Regions from separate parts of the Zea mays genome. Here all the other regions are linked to region 3. The links are chromatin contacts, called in public Hi-C maps. All regions are on one chromosome and are shown on one strand. The core of a region is the stretch at or near the end of the contact, and the rest is flanking DNA. Distances in the headings are between cores, read along the strand shown.

Region 1 (4,728 bases), core at 797-3,296, 210 kb after region 3:
TCTAACAGGGATAGCATGGCCCCGAGAGAGGGACCCCATATTTAAGCGCATGGGGATAAGTCCATTGCAAAAGTTTAATAGATAAGTCTCAAGTACAACATATTAAATGTGTGGTGGGCAATACTACAAGCCTAAAAAGTGTGTTGTTGTCATGACTTAGGCTGCAGGGAACTCAATATCACTATGTTTTATGTGTATTAATTTTGTAGCCATGCATGCACACGTGAAGTGTACCATGAAATACAATTAAGTACAAAAGGGTACACCATCTAACAATTGCATCATACCAAGTGACATGTGACCTGGTATGGCTGGTATGTCGATAACCTTAGAAAAGGAGCGGCTACATACGGGGAGAAAAATAAGGCTTCTAAGTATCACATTAAATGTAGTACTTCACGTTACAATCACATCATTGCCTTGATGTGCTCTTAAGGGGGACAATTGTACTCGTTACCACTATGCAAGCATGTTGTTGTGGTAAGTACCATACTCGATTGAGCAATCATGTTTGTTACTAGAGATTGCTAAAATCACTATAACCATTACTAGGTAATACACATGTGCTTTCATGTATTAAAACTTTAAAAGTACAAAGAACCATACTAAGCTCCTATTACGACTTACCAGCGTCATTAAGGCACCCTTCCCCACCTTGAGTAGGGCCTTGGGGGTTACCTCAACGGGAATTATTAATATGGGGCACACCTGACATGTATTGCATGACTACAAGGTATATGGTCTGTAGCTATATAGGTACAAGATTGTGATGCTGGGCATAGTTGGTCCGATGACAAGTAGGGCCCATAAGTAGAACATGTATGTAAGCTCTATCGCTCCTTGAAGCTATAAAAGAGAGAAGATGAGTAGCATTGAAGGGGATTCCGTTCACTCAGTCCAACATTCAATCTCGGGGGATCCATTCGAGGTTCAACATCTCGATTCCAAGGAAAACATATATAGCATAGGACAAGCAACACATGTAAAAATAGGTAGGGCGAGCTTGGCTCAAGTTGTTCTTTGTGGTTGTGTAACTTTTTCCATCGAAACAAATACATCCACTAGTGAGAACATAGGAGTATTACACTACCGTAGCCCAAATCTCAATAAAAATATATTTGCTAAGGCTCTAATATCATGGCTTTATAGACATATCTTATAGTGTAAGGTCGTACATATAGTAGCTCTTGTTGCTACCTTTTCTCTGGTACTCTATACTCTTGATACTTTAGTGTCGTTACTTCGACACCTATATTCGCGATAAAAATTGGTTCCTACGTACCGCAATGACTATCCATGGACAACTTTAAATCATTTCATTACATTAACGTAGAATCAACATGCTGATCCAGTGCGTTGCGTGATATATGTATATACTCCATCCGTCTCAAAATATCGTTTTTTCTAGCCCAGTTTTTTTTTCTGTTCACATTCATTCAAATGATAATGAATATAGACATATATAGAAGCTACATTGAGTCTAAAACGAATTATATGATATAACTTATTTTGAACTAACAATAATCTCAAACAAACAGGACCTATGTGACTTACAGAGCATATCTGAAGGTTAATAAATTAAAAAAAACTAAATACACGTCATTTCGATCTCGGATGTACAGTAAACAGACACACACGGTGCAGTGCGGAGGTACAGTTTCCATCTATCCGTCAGTACCTGCCGATCAGATGCAGTCGTCGGTGCAGCGGCTGTAGCAGGCTCCGAAGCAGGCGCCGATGGCCAAGGCCTTGCAATTGTGACATGTTTCAGGATAGTCGTTGCACATGATGTTGCCTGCGATGCAAGCCGAGGCACTGTCCTCGCAGCCCAAGCTGCACTTGGCGCGACAATAATAGCCGCATTTTGCCACCCCCGCCGCCGCCGGCATCCCCTTGCCGAGGATCAGCAGGAAGAATACGACGACGGCAGCAACGCTGGCCTTCTTCGGAATGGAAGCGCCGGCTGAAGCCATCGTGCGATTGGGATTTGGGAATGCTGGTGTTTCTAGCAGACGGCGGAGCAAAGCTGGAGGATGATCTGTAGGGTGCAAATAGCACAGCGCACTTGTAAGCTAGGAGAAAGAGCGGCTTCGTGGTTCCCTGCCATTGAATGCGGTCAAGGAATGCGGTCCCGCGTCACGTCACGCCACGCCATTGAGGGGGTGTTTGGTTTGCCCTACTAAAATTTAGCCCTTATCACATCCAATGTTTGAACCTCCGTTCGGGGTATTAAATGTAGTCGGATTACAAAACTAATTTCTCAGCCGAAGATTAAAAAACGAGACGAATCTAGTCCAGTTGGTTGGGTCTATATTTCATACTCCTATTTAAAAGTCAAACGCTTGATGTGACCCGGACTAAACTTTAGCAGGAGCAACCGAACACCCCCTGAATGCGGTCAAGGAATCAAGAACCTCCTGGTACCAGTACCAGTGTACCACTACCACCAGCCAGCAGCGCTGTGGTTGCCGGCCGACCGTGACAAGGAAGCAGAGGCCCGTCAGGGCACATGTGCGGCGGCGCCTCCCCCTCCCCCCTTGGCCGCGGGAATGCGGGTTGTTGCGCGCGCGCACGCACCTCCATCGACCCGCGCCTTTCCGGCCGCCAATGATGCCGACGCTTTGGACGGCCTATCGCGTTGCGCGCTTTTCCCTCGGCGATCCGCCCGCCCATCATGCCGATCCACTCCACCAATTCCCCCGGCGGGCATCGCCGCGAGAGCCCATCCATCGGCCCCTGCCTGCGTCTTTAATTTCACTCTTTCTTGAGAGCAGATGGCTGGCTGGCGGTGTCACTAGTGCCAGTACGTACTACTGTTGTTCGTAGTTGCTCTGCCGCGCGCGCGCTGACGTTGCCGTTCAGATTACTCCCTATTCTGGCCATCGCACAGAAGACAACGTGGTCCTGTTTTTATTCTCTTTGCATGATGTAATGTTCTTATCACTCCTTAAAGTATTAGGCTACCGTAGCCCGAATCTATATAAAAATATATTTTCTAAGGCTCTAATATCATGGCTTTATAGACATACCTTATAGTATAAGGTCGTACATATAGTAGCTCTTGTTGCTACCTTTTCGATGGTACTCTATACTCTTGATACTTGGTGTCGTTATGTCGACACCTATATTCGCAATAAACACCGGTTCCTACGTACCGCAATGACTATCTACGGACAACTTGAAATCATTTCATTACATTAACGTAGAATCAACATGTCCATCCAGTACAATGGCGTGATATATGTATATACTTCATCCATCTCAAAATATCGTTTTTTCTAGCCCAGTTTTTTTCTGTCCACATTTATTCAAATGATAATGAATATAAACATATATGGAAGATACATTCATATATTACTTAATGAATATGTTATTAGTCTAAAACGAATTATACTTTGGGACGGAGAGAGTATCTAGCTAGATCCAATGAAAATTAAGGTCGTGTTATTTTGGAATTATAATACAACTAGATTATATAATATAACTTTGTCGGAGAGAAAAATCTCCGGCCGGGTGGTGGAATGCACCCGCCCTAAATCCTAGGATGAGGAGGGGGCCTTAGCGGTTTGCCTGTTGAGTGGATACGGTAAGAACACACAAGGACACGAGAGTTTACAGCGGTTCAGGCCGCCAGAGCGTAAAACTCTACCTCCACTATGTATGTTGTATTGCGTATGAGAGTCTGAGAGCTAGTGAGCGTGTGAGCTTGAGTTCGGTCTCCCTTGTAACGTTGTGTGCCTTCCCTTTTATAGCTCAAGGGAGGCACATACAAGGATGCTGAGCCCCGACATGCGGGCCCAGGAGCATAATGGAAGGAATACATTATAGAAGTAACTAATGCAAGTATCGCCTGAGCAATCTCCGGGCACCATGATGTCCACAGTCCACGCAGTATTGATATGCGACGGCTGCTTCCTTGGCAACGTGCGAGTAATGATGAGCGTAGTGCACGCGGCAGTATGGGAGTGCTGCCTGCCAGTGGAATGGATAGGCACGCCGCCTGCGGAATGGACAGGTCGCCGCCTGCCAGCGGAATGGACAGGTCTCATTAAATGCAGAGGCGGCACACCGCCTGCCAGTGGAATGGACGGGCGGCGCGCCTTACCCTCAATAAATGCAGAGGTCGCGTAGCCCGGAGGCCTTACGTCAGGCTCCGCCCGTTGGCTTACGCCACGCGCAGTAGGCCACGTGGCAGCATCGGGTCTCCGCCTGGGCGGGGAGTAGAAGCGTATACGATAAGGTCCGGACACGTGTCGGCTCCGGACCCCCGCCTGGCCTTGATTAAGGCATGGGTATTCTCTGTCCTAGAATCCCCGGACCCTGCTGTGAGCGGCCCGGACCCCACACAGAGGGGTCCAGTTTGCGCCCGTGGGGGTCCTGGACCTTAGCCGGAGGCCTGGTCTATATATAAAGGCGTCTGGCACCTCCGCATGGGGGTCTGGGCCCGCTGGTGATGCCCCAGAGTGTGCAGCTCTCTGGACACGTGGCGATACCGGACCTGCCCAAGTGGTGGGGTCGGTGCTGTTGCTGGCCCAGAGTAGTCGTCGGACGCTTGGGCGAGCCATGGCCTGGTCCTACGTACATCCCTTTTACCACGCGACTACAGATAGCCGCGTGGGTACAGTGCTTTTATGCAGCAGTAGAGGGTACCCCTGTTTTAGGGTACCGACAGTGGCCCTCGGGCCCACTGAAAGGGAAATAGGCTCAAACCTTTTCCTAAATGATTTT
Region 2 (4,790 bases), core at 1,490-3,989, 240 kb after region 3:
GGATGGCGCAGCAACTCCCTGGCTGCCAACAACGCCCCTGGAGCTGTCCTGGGTAGAGTCCGGGATGACTGCGCAGCTGTATGCTGCTGCGCAACGTGCACAGCAGCAGTGCCTGGCACTGGGCGGTTGGCAACCAGTGGCGTGGAAGAAGCAACTTCTTCCTCCACCATGAAATCCACTGAAGTCTCGGTGCGGTGCTCAACGATTTGCACCATCATGCTGAGCAAGTAAACAAGCTAAAACCTCAAGCTTAGGGCCCCTACCTGGCGCGCCAAATGTCGGAGATGAAAATCTCTGGCCGGGTGGCGGAGTGCACCTGCCCTAAATCCTAAGATGAGGAGGGGGCCTAAGTGTTCTGTTTGTTGTGAGATTTGGGGATGAACATAAGAACACGTAAGAGTTTAGAGTGGTTCGGGCCGCCGGAGCATAATACCCTACTCCACTGTGTTGTATTGCTCGTGAGCTTGAGTTGTGTCTTGGAAGACTTGGGTCTGAGGGTCGGAGTGAGTGTGTCTTGTAACATAGTGTACCCTCCCTTTTATATTTCAATGGGGGCACATACAAGGATCCTAAGCTCTGACATGTGAGCCCAGGAACAAAACGGGTGTAGTACTTGGAACGACTAACGCCTTTTTCCAGTGCAATCTTCCTTGTGCCCTGATATCAGCGATCTGCGTAGCCTTGGCGTGCAGGGGAAGCTTCCCTGATGTCGTACAAGTCGCCATGAGTACGGAACATGTGGCAGTACGCCACCTGCTACCTGATTGGACAGGCACACCGCCTGCAAGATAGCCCAGTTGCTGCCGCCTAGAGGGGTAGAGAGAGAATGCATTAAATGCCAAGTAGTCACATCGCCTGCCAGCAGAGTGGACGGGGTGTATTAAATGCTGAGACGGCATATCTGTCAGGTGGCAGGCATCCTCCACATTAAATACCGAGATAGCGTAGCATGCGACGCGTGGCGCGGCCCGCGGCACGTAGACCCTACGTCAGGCTCCACCCGCTGGCTTACGTCACGGGCAGAGGGCCACGTGGCAGCATCGGGTCTCCGCCTGGGCGGGGAGCTGAGGCGTACATGATGGGGTCTAGACACGTGCCAGCGCCGGACCCCTGCCTGGTCTTTGACCAGGGCTTTAAGCACTTTCTGTCCTTGTGCACCGGGACCCCGCCGTGAGCGGCCCAGGCCCCTTGCGAAGGGGTCTGGTTCCCATCTTGGGGGGCCCAGTACGCACACGTGGGGGTCTCGGACCTCCCTTGGGAGTCCTGTCCGCAAACTTAGTCGGACTCCCATGGGGGTCCGGACTTACTGTCGACGCCCAGGAGCATTCCATCATGATGGACACGCGGCGGACTCGGACCTTCCCAGGTGGTGCGGCCGGGCGCCGCTGTGGGCCCTGAGCAACCGCCCTTGGTTGGGCTGAGGCGCGCCTTAGTCACAATCGCAGTCCCACTACCACGTGGTTAAGAGGTAGCCGTACGGGAATTGCACCTTGATATAGTAGTAGGGGGTACCCTTGACCGAGGGTACCGACAGTACGGAACCAAGCTAAGCGGCTACACAGCTCTGGACCACCCTAGGGAACGAGCACCCATTCTCTGGAACTGGCCCCCAGGCTGCCGGACCCCCTGCCTTTGTAGATGTAACACCTCTGGTGTTTTAATTCCGCTCGACAACGAGTATGGATTTAAGCACGTAATATTAGTGGATAAAACGGATGTCAAATTTTAATCATTTTCGTCTATCGCGATTTTAATATCGCATCTGTTTCGTCTGTCACGAGTGCGACTTCGTTTTCATTTTTATCTGTCCAGGCTCTTCCTAAATTTTCGTGATGTTCGGAACATAGTTGTTCCGAAAATCGGTGCGTCCGGTGATTATTTAAAATTCATCACTCGCGCGAATACGAATTTGGGAATTGAGTCCAGTCTTCCGATTTTTATCCCGAACCAATTAACTAGAATTCGCGAAAATAGTTTTCAGTCCGAAACCAATCAGACCAGTGTAACTAGAACTGAAAGCGAGTAATTGGTAAATAATTTGGTTCGCTAAATTCGGAGAATGAAGTGTGTAGCCGTATAGCGTATCGACCCAGTATACATCGCTAAAAAATCGTGATCCAAAATATCTACGATTTTCCTTTAAAAAGAGAGAGAGAAAAAGGAAAAATTCTCCTATAAATATCTCTACCGCACTCTATTTTTATTATCTAATTATCTTTATGTCTTCGTTAAGAAAATAAGGGATAATTCCCTTGTCCTCTCGACTACACGTGATGTCAAGGCTTATAGCCTTATCTTCTGTTGATATTATCTTCCACTGGTACAACAAGTCACGTACACATCACGCTAGAAACTTTCCTATGTCACCCTCTCACTAATATCTTGCGTTTTGTACTTATCCATTTAACGCCGGCTCTTTGTAAAGCTCACGAAGTCTTCATCCATGCCAGGCTCCTGCAGATTTTCTTTAATGTACATCTGCCTAGAAATATCTCTTCCTCTGAATATCCCATGTAATTGGTCGTTATCCCCTGCCGTCGTTCATCTGGCCTTATCTCACTGCCGCCCCAGGACTCGGCCTCATCTTCTCCAGATCGTCGTGCTCGTCTCCAACTCCGGCGTCCTGATTTTTTTTATCACCGCTCAAGGGTCATCGTCTTTATCTCCCTAGCGCGTCTCCTATTTTTCCTGCTGCGTGCTCTCTCTGCCGAGCGTGGTCTCTGCAGCTTGCTGCTCCAGCCCATCCCCTTCCTGGCGCTCGCCCTCGCTCCCTGCTGGCCAGTGCCCAGCTCCCTCCATCTCTCCTGCGTACGCCTTTCTCTGTTTGCTGCTCGCCCCAGCTCCTAGCTATGGCGTCTGGCCGAGAGAGCCTCTCTCATCTCCTCCCTGCTTCCTCTGCCGACCGAAACTCCCTACTCGAAATTTCGCTCACAGAGCTCCCTTCCCCCAGCGTCGCTTGCCGTCCTGGTGCAAGCTCCTGCTGCAGCGCCCAACTGGCTTCCTGCATCGCGCTTGGTCCTGCCCATCTCGCCGTGCGCGGATCTCGTCCATGTCGCCGCTGTCGAGTTCCCTGCATCGCTCCGGGGATTTTGTCGCGGCATCCCTTTCCATAGCTTGCCCCTGCGTCTCCTCGTCGTAGAGCTCCCAAGCCGCCGCCGTCGAAGCTCCTCTGCGCGCTTTGCTTTTTGTGCGCGCATGCTCGCCGTCTCTATTCGGGCCATCCGCACAATTTTCTCTGCTCTCTTGCCGTGGTCGACGCGTGCCTGCGTGCAGCTTGCCAAGTTCGGCCTCGACAAAAACTCTGGACGCTCGGACCCCGCCTCGACCAAGTCTTCTATTCCTGTCGTCGTAAATTGTTATCGTTCGCCTTCGCGCCGTGCAGCAGCACGTCCCTTATCGTGCTCATGGTTAATACTGTCATTCCTGCTGTCCCTCACTTCCATTGTGTTCGATTAAATATCGGACCAAGAATCCACGATGTCGCTCATCCTCGCGAAATCCTCACGCTCACCATCCCCTATTCGATCTCGTCGTCAAGCTTCGCCATCAGCCTTAGCTCGTCAGTCACGTTCGCCAGATATTCGATCGAGGATTTAAGCTGAAGGCTGTCGTCGTTCAGGCAAAACTACCAAATCGAGTTGTGATGTGGTGAGCCGATTCACTATTTTTACTATCGGTTTTATGATTTACAAAAATGCTTAGCTCTGCTCAGATCTTTTGGATATAGGTTGTCTTTTGCATTAAGGCCTAGCTCAGGGGTTATCCTGAGGAAATATGGCTTCTACCTGCAAGAATATTTTCATTGAGAGCGTGGTGGGATCTTACTGCAAAGTTTCCTATTATGCTCTTTTCATCCTAAGGAACACAAAACAATCCTAAGGATGAAAGTATTTAACTCGCGACTTGGGCTAGGAACAGGTGATGTGATGCTCCGCCCGGGTCAATTAAGGATTGGATGCGTATGTAGGCCTGTATGATCAAGGACTATCTTAACTGGCCACATGCCCTGGAAATGAGACAGGGTAAGCTTGAACCTGGCTATTCCATACGTGAAAAGACAACCGCGCACTGGGCGTGGGAGATGGTGGGAGTAGCGTGTGCCCTCCTGGCTAGAGGCTGGATGGAGGAGTACTGTGCTCCCGGGTAGCGCGGACCGGTTCATGTTGTGGAGGATATGTGGGAACGGTTGACATATGCAAGGGTTAAGTGCTACATATGTCGTGTGGTTAGAGATCCTCAGCTGAGTAAATCGATTCGGATCGTCGTTATATCCCCGGAGAGTGGAGACTTGATCACTGACCTGCAACCTAAGTCAGGATGTGAACCTCATGAATAAAAATGATGTTGTATTGATGAGATGGTGAAATTAGACCAGATGCAAACAGAGGCTATTAATATTTAATCTGGCGTTAAAATATTGAAAGTAAGGACTCACTTTAGTAAGCTATTTCTGCAAAAGTATCTAAGTTGATTCTGTCTAAAGCCTCTCCTTGATTCCCAAATCCAGCATACCCTTGAGAGTCTTTTGTTTAGTCGGGTAAGTCTTGCTGAGTAATTCCATACTCAGGGTTTTATTCCCTGTTGTTTTTCAGGTTTTAACTTTGTGCTGCTGTTGATGGTGTTAAGTGCCGGTGGGCTCGGCCTTCTTAAAAGTCTATGTAACTCTTCTATACTTCTTATTGAGGATGATCACTTGAGCTAGCATATATTTCAAACTTATACTTTTCTAATCACTCCGATAAAATAATGTAAATTTTTTGTAATCTGTAAAATTTGGTAATAAGATTTCC
Region 3 (4,455 bases), core at 1,092-3,591:
GTGGCTGGCGTCGGTGTGCACGACGGTCGCGTTCATCTCGTCGTCCTACATCGTGGTGGGGCGCCACTTCAGGTGGGCGGCGCTCCTGGTGACCCTGATCGGCGGGGTGATCATGGCCGGCGTGCTCGGCACCATGACGTACTACGTGGTGAAGTCCAAGCGCACGCGCAAGATCAGGAAGAAGGTGAAGTCGACGAGGAGGAGCGGCTCCAGCTCGTGGCAGCACAACTCGGAGTTCTCGGACTCGGAGATCGACCGTATCTACGCCATATGAAGCCGGCGCAGTGCAGCTGGTTCCTCCAGACAGACAGACCCTTTTGGCAGCGGCACGAAAAGGTAGACATGGATCACGACCCTTGAGATGCTAGTGGGGGCTGGTTGACTTTGTACATTCCAATAAGCTGGGTGTAAAAACTGCCATTCCCTTTGTTCGTGAATCGGCGGGAGGCGACGGTTGTATACTGCTACAGATAGATTTCTCATCAGATTATATAGTATGGAGTATACTATTATTGTCGTTGTTATATATATGCAGCATGTGCTGTGCTCCTTGTGCATGTCCTTCGTCGAACTCATGAGCCGTTCGTTACTCACAGAGACGCATCCATGGAGAAGAGACAGCACGTGAGAGCGAGAGGTGAGAAAAAAATTGCCCCTTCTGATATTCCGTTGCTTGGTGCTCTCTCTCTCTCTCTGTAGGACAGGACACCCTGGGGCTGGACTGCACTTGGAATTTGGACGCATGATGGAGACGGGAAAATGAGGAAGAGGCATCTGGCCAAGTAGATTAGGGAGATGGGAGCTTGGCGTCTGGCTGAAAACCCCATGTGTGGAACTTGAGAGTCGTCAGGGGATCTAGAAGGAAACTGACACCAGAGAGGAGGTGTACGTACGCATGACACCAAAGCGTGAAAGCCGTGTGAGCTGAAGGCACTGATGGCAGACTCAGCTGGCTTGTCTACTCTCAGTCAACGTTTATTGTACATGATTGGTCCATTGGAAGGTTTTTGCTATCAACATAATTAAGCAGGACAAAAGCCTCAGGTCGAATAAGATGATAGGTAGGTAAAACACCACGCTGTGCCTGTAGCAGGTGGTGGCTGCAAGTTTGTTACCGATAATGGTACTCTCTACGTACTCTCGCTTTCGTTCCTTCGCGACTACGTAAGCTCGCGGGGGCGGATATAGATAGATGATGATGGAGGTCGTTCAGTGCGCCACCACCAGCACGAGATTCCGCTTTGGAGATTTAAAGACGCATATGCAGATCCTGTAAATTAATAAATTAAAGCTTCCTAGACCTAAAAGGACACGCTTTTGTGGTGGTATGTTTATGCATATTGCATGTACAGACCCAGGCTTTCTAATACTTTGCTTCAGAGAAAGACACAATAACAAATACTTCATGTCATTGCCGATAAATATATATAATATTCGGTCGTTCATCTCGTTTGCTATCATCGGTTTTGTTTGGTTCAGTTCTGTGTGGAGAATATGGCTGTGTGGAGAATCTGAATATTATTATGATTACGTGTGGAGGAAGATAAAATTATTCATAGGACTCAGGATCTAAAGCGACGAATTCCTACTGTTACAACGACTCAACCGATTATGTGTTTATGTTGATTTTGGATAGTTTTTGCTCCAACGAATTTTATAAAATCTGGCTGAAAATCTGAGCATTTGGTAGTCCGCAACAGTTTTTTTGGCCAGAAGCTGCCAGAAGCCGCGTCAATGCGTGAGGCTGCACTGCACTCGTGAGTCGTGACCCGTGCCGCGTCAACGGTCGCCGCCCACCTTTCTTTTCCTCCTCTGCGGCGCTGAGCTGAGCTGAGCTCTCGTCCAAATTATATTCCGAAACAACCGCTCCGTCCGACATCACCCAATCGAAAGACGTGGTAGAGGAATGCGTGGACCGGCTCCCTCCTCGGGGATGGACACGAAAACGACATCCACAGAAATTTTAAAGACAGGCGCACCGTGCACGCACACGAGCAGCAAAATTAAATACCAGAAGAAGAAGAAGGAGCAACGATGGCATGAGCACGAGTGCACGACCGAAGCCGAAGAAACCAAGGTAGTAAAACAAATCGAAGCAAGAGTCAGGTCGCCACCTAACATCTGCAGCGAGCGATCATGCACCAACTTCGTCTCAACACGAGCGAGCTCTGAACCAGACACCCCCGCGCGGCTCCGTGGTCGTTTCTTAATTTAGGCAGAAGAAAACGAGTAGACAGAGAGATCCTTTTTTTTTCCTTCTTCAAAAAACAAGTAGAAAACAGACAAAAGAGGGGGGCAAAAAAACAAACGAACCAAGAATTTCGATCCCATTCCTGCTCATTCAACTTGCGATTTATTTAGCGGCGGCGATCGGCCAGCCCGGCCCCTTGTCTTCTTCCTCGCATCATCCGCCTCTGCCCCCTGCGGATTAGTAGGGGCCCCATGCCTCACATGCACGCCGGGAGCGCGCTGGAGGATGCGCCGCAGAGCTCGTCACGCCGGTATGTATTTTTTTTTTCTTTGGCGGGGTTCCGGCAGCCACCCATGTGTGCGTTGTCTGCCCTGCCCTGCCCGCCGCCGCCCAGTTCCTGTTCGCGGAGAGAGATGGGCCGGGGGGGGGGGGGGGGGGGGGGCACGCATGCATGGCGTCCCGGCCGGATTCTATATTTCGGACGCGGATCACGGATCCCCATCATGCGTTCCATTGCTGCTTGATTTTTTGCTTCCCGCTGCCTTTTCGTGCCGAGGAGGTCTGAGGTGGAACGAATCGAGGCGGCTTTCCGCGGTGATCGCTTCGCATTGCCTTGCGTCGTCAGGGGAACGGGGCGATGATTGAGAGGTCGACGGGCGTTGCTTAGCCGCGTCGTTGCGATCGTTTAGTTTGCTATCTAGATCTGTAGTAGCCCAATTTATTTGTGTGTTTTTCTGACGCAAATTGGCGTGCTTTTGTGTGGGTATCGCACTTGCATTGCATGCCCTCCTTTTTACAATTGATTCATTCACACTTCCTCCCCCTCGTCGACCTTTTCGTCACTCCTTTTCCGTTCATAGATTTTATTTCCACGTTGAGCTGGGATTGGGTAGCTAAAGTTATTGTTTTTGAGACAGGGCTACACTGATTTGGGAGAAACCAAAAGCAAAAAAAATTACTCCATGTAGTAGGTAATTTGGCCAAGTGGAGGCAAAAGGCGGGAGAAAATGCCGCTAGACGCGCTAATGGAGTAACGTGGGTTGTCATTTCAGCCATTGCTGCGACGCCGTGCCCCCGAGTTTGATTTGATGGAAGCGAAGACGAACCAAACCAGCGGCGAGGACAGGCCGCAGCCGGCGATGGACTCGCCGAGGGCGGCGCAGGCGGCGACGCGCCGCAAGAAGATGACGAAGCAGCTGACGGGGAAGCGCGACGACACGGCGATGCACGCGGCGGCGCGCGCCGGGCAGCTCGAGTCCATGCGGCAGATGATGTCCGGCAAGGACGCCGAGGAGCTCGGGGCGCTGCTGTCCAGGCAGAACCAGGCCGGGGAGACGCCGCTGTTCGTGGCCGCCGAGTACGGGTACGTGGCCCTGGTGGCCGAGATGATCAAGTACCACGACGTCGCCACCGCCGGCATCAAGGCCCGCAGCGGCTACGACGCGCTCCACATCGCCGCCAAGCAAGGGGATGTAGGTATTGATTGATTGGTTTTCCATTCCTTTCTCGTGCACGCATGCATGCATGGTCGCCATTGCCCCTCTCGATCGATGACCCATCATGCACTGCACAGACGTCGTGAGGGAGCTGCTGCGGGCGCTGCCGCAGCTGTCGATGACGGTGGACTCCTCCAACACGACGGCGCTGAACACGGCGGCGACGCAGGGGCACATGGACGTGGTGAGGCTCCTGCTGGAGGTGGACGGGAGCCTGGCGCTGATCGCGCGCAGCAACGGCAAGACGGCGCTGCACTCGGCGGCGCGGAACGGCCACGTGGAGGTGGTGCGCGCGCTGCTGGAGGCGGAGCCCAGCATCGCGCTGCGCACGGACAAGAAGGGCCAGACCGCGCTGCACATGGCCGCCAAGGGCACCAGGCTGGACCTCGTCGACGCGCTCCTGGCCGCCGAGCCGGCGCTGCTCAACCAGACGGACAGCAAGGGCAACACCGCGCTGCACATCGCGGCGCGCAAGGCGCGGCACGAGATCATCAGGCGGCTGGTCACGATGCCCGACACGGACGTCAGGGCGATCAACCGGTCCCGCGAGACCCCGCTGGACACGGCGGAGAAGATGGGCAACACGGACGCGGCGGAACTCCTGGCTGAGCACGGCGTGCAGTCGGCGCGCGCCATTAGCCCCTGCGGCGGCGGCGGCGGCGGCAACAAGCAGGCGCGCGAGCTGAAGCAGCAGGTGAGCGACATCAAGCACGAGGTGCACTCGCAGCTGGAGCAGACGCGGCAGACGCGCGTGCGCATGCAGGGCAT

The links. Hi-C and Micro-C count contacts between places; a contact is called where the count stands out from the background.
Region 1: a Hi-C map of tassel shows a contact between it and region 3, with 5 times the contacts expected there. The contact joins the promoter of LOC100275919 here to the promoter of LOC100383028 in region 3. A contact is called at or near these places in 4 of 25 Hi-C or Micro-C datasets (ear, leaf and tassel).
Region 2: a Hi-C map of leaf shows a contact between it and region 3, with 3 times the contacts expected there. The contact joins the enhancer-like site here to the promoter of LOC100383028 in region 3. A contact is called at or near these places in 2 of 25 Hi-C or Micro-C datasets (leaf and tassel).

What each region holds. Positions count from the first base shown.
Region 1 is chr1:42,576,694-42,581,421 of Zm-B73-REFERENCE-NAM-5.0, forward strand. LOC100275919 reads right to left here and starts at 2,047. Exons shown (of 1, transcript XM_020547116.1): 1 at 1,482-2,047. The coding sequence starts at 1,973. The coding sequence ends at 1,686.
Region 2 is chr1:42,600,627-42,605,416 of Zm-B73-REFERENCE-NAM-5.0, forward strand. No RefSeq gene overlaps it. Among protein-coding and RNA genes, the nearest start is that of LOC100275919, 24 kb to the left of the region's middle. Within about 2 kb of position 2,740, at least 10 of the 20 cell types and tissues checked have an H3K27ac peak or open chromatin away from gene starts, as enhancers often do. A contact at or near this core is called in leaf, where this site is marked.
Region 3 is chr1:42,361,909-42,366,363 of Zm-B73-REFERENCE-NAM-5.0, forward strand. LOC100383028 (Ankyrin repeat-containing protein) reads left to right here and starts at 2,342. Exons shown (of 3, transcript NM_001349060.1): 1 at 2,342-2,501; 2 at 3,244-3,667; 3 at 3,765-4,455. The coding sequence starts at 3,280. LOC100281058 (protein binding protein) reads left to right here. Exons shown (of 4, transcript NM_001153977.2): 4 at 1-488. The coding sequence ends at 274.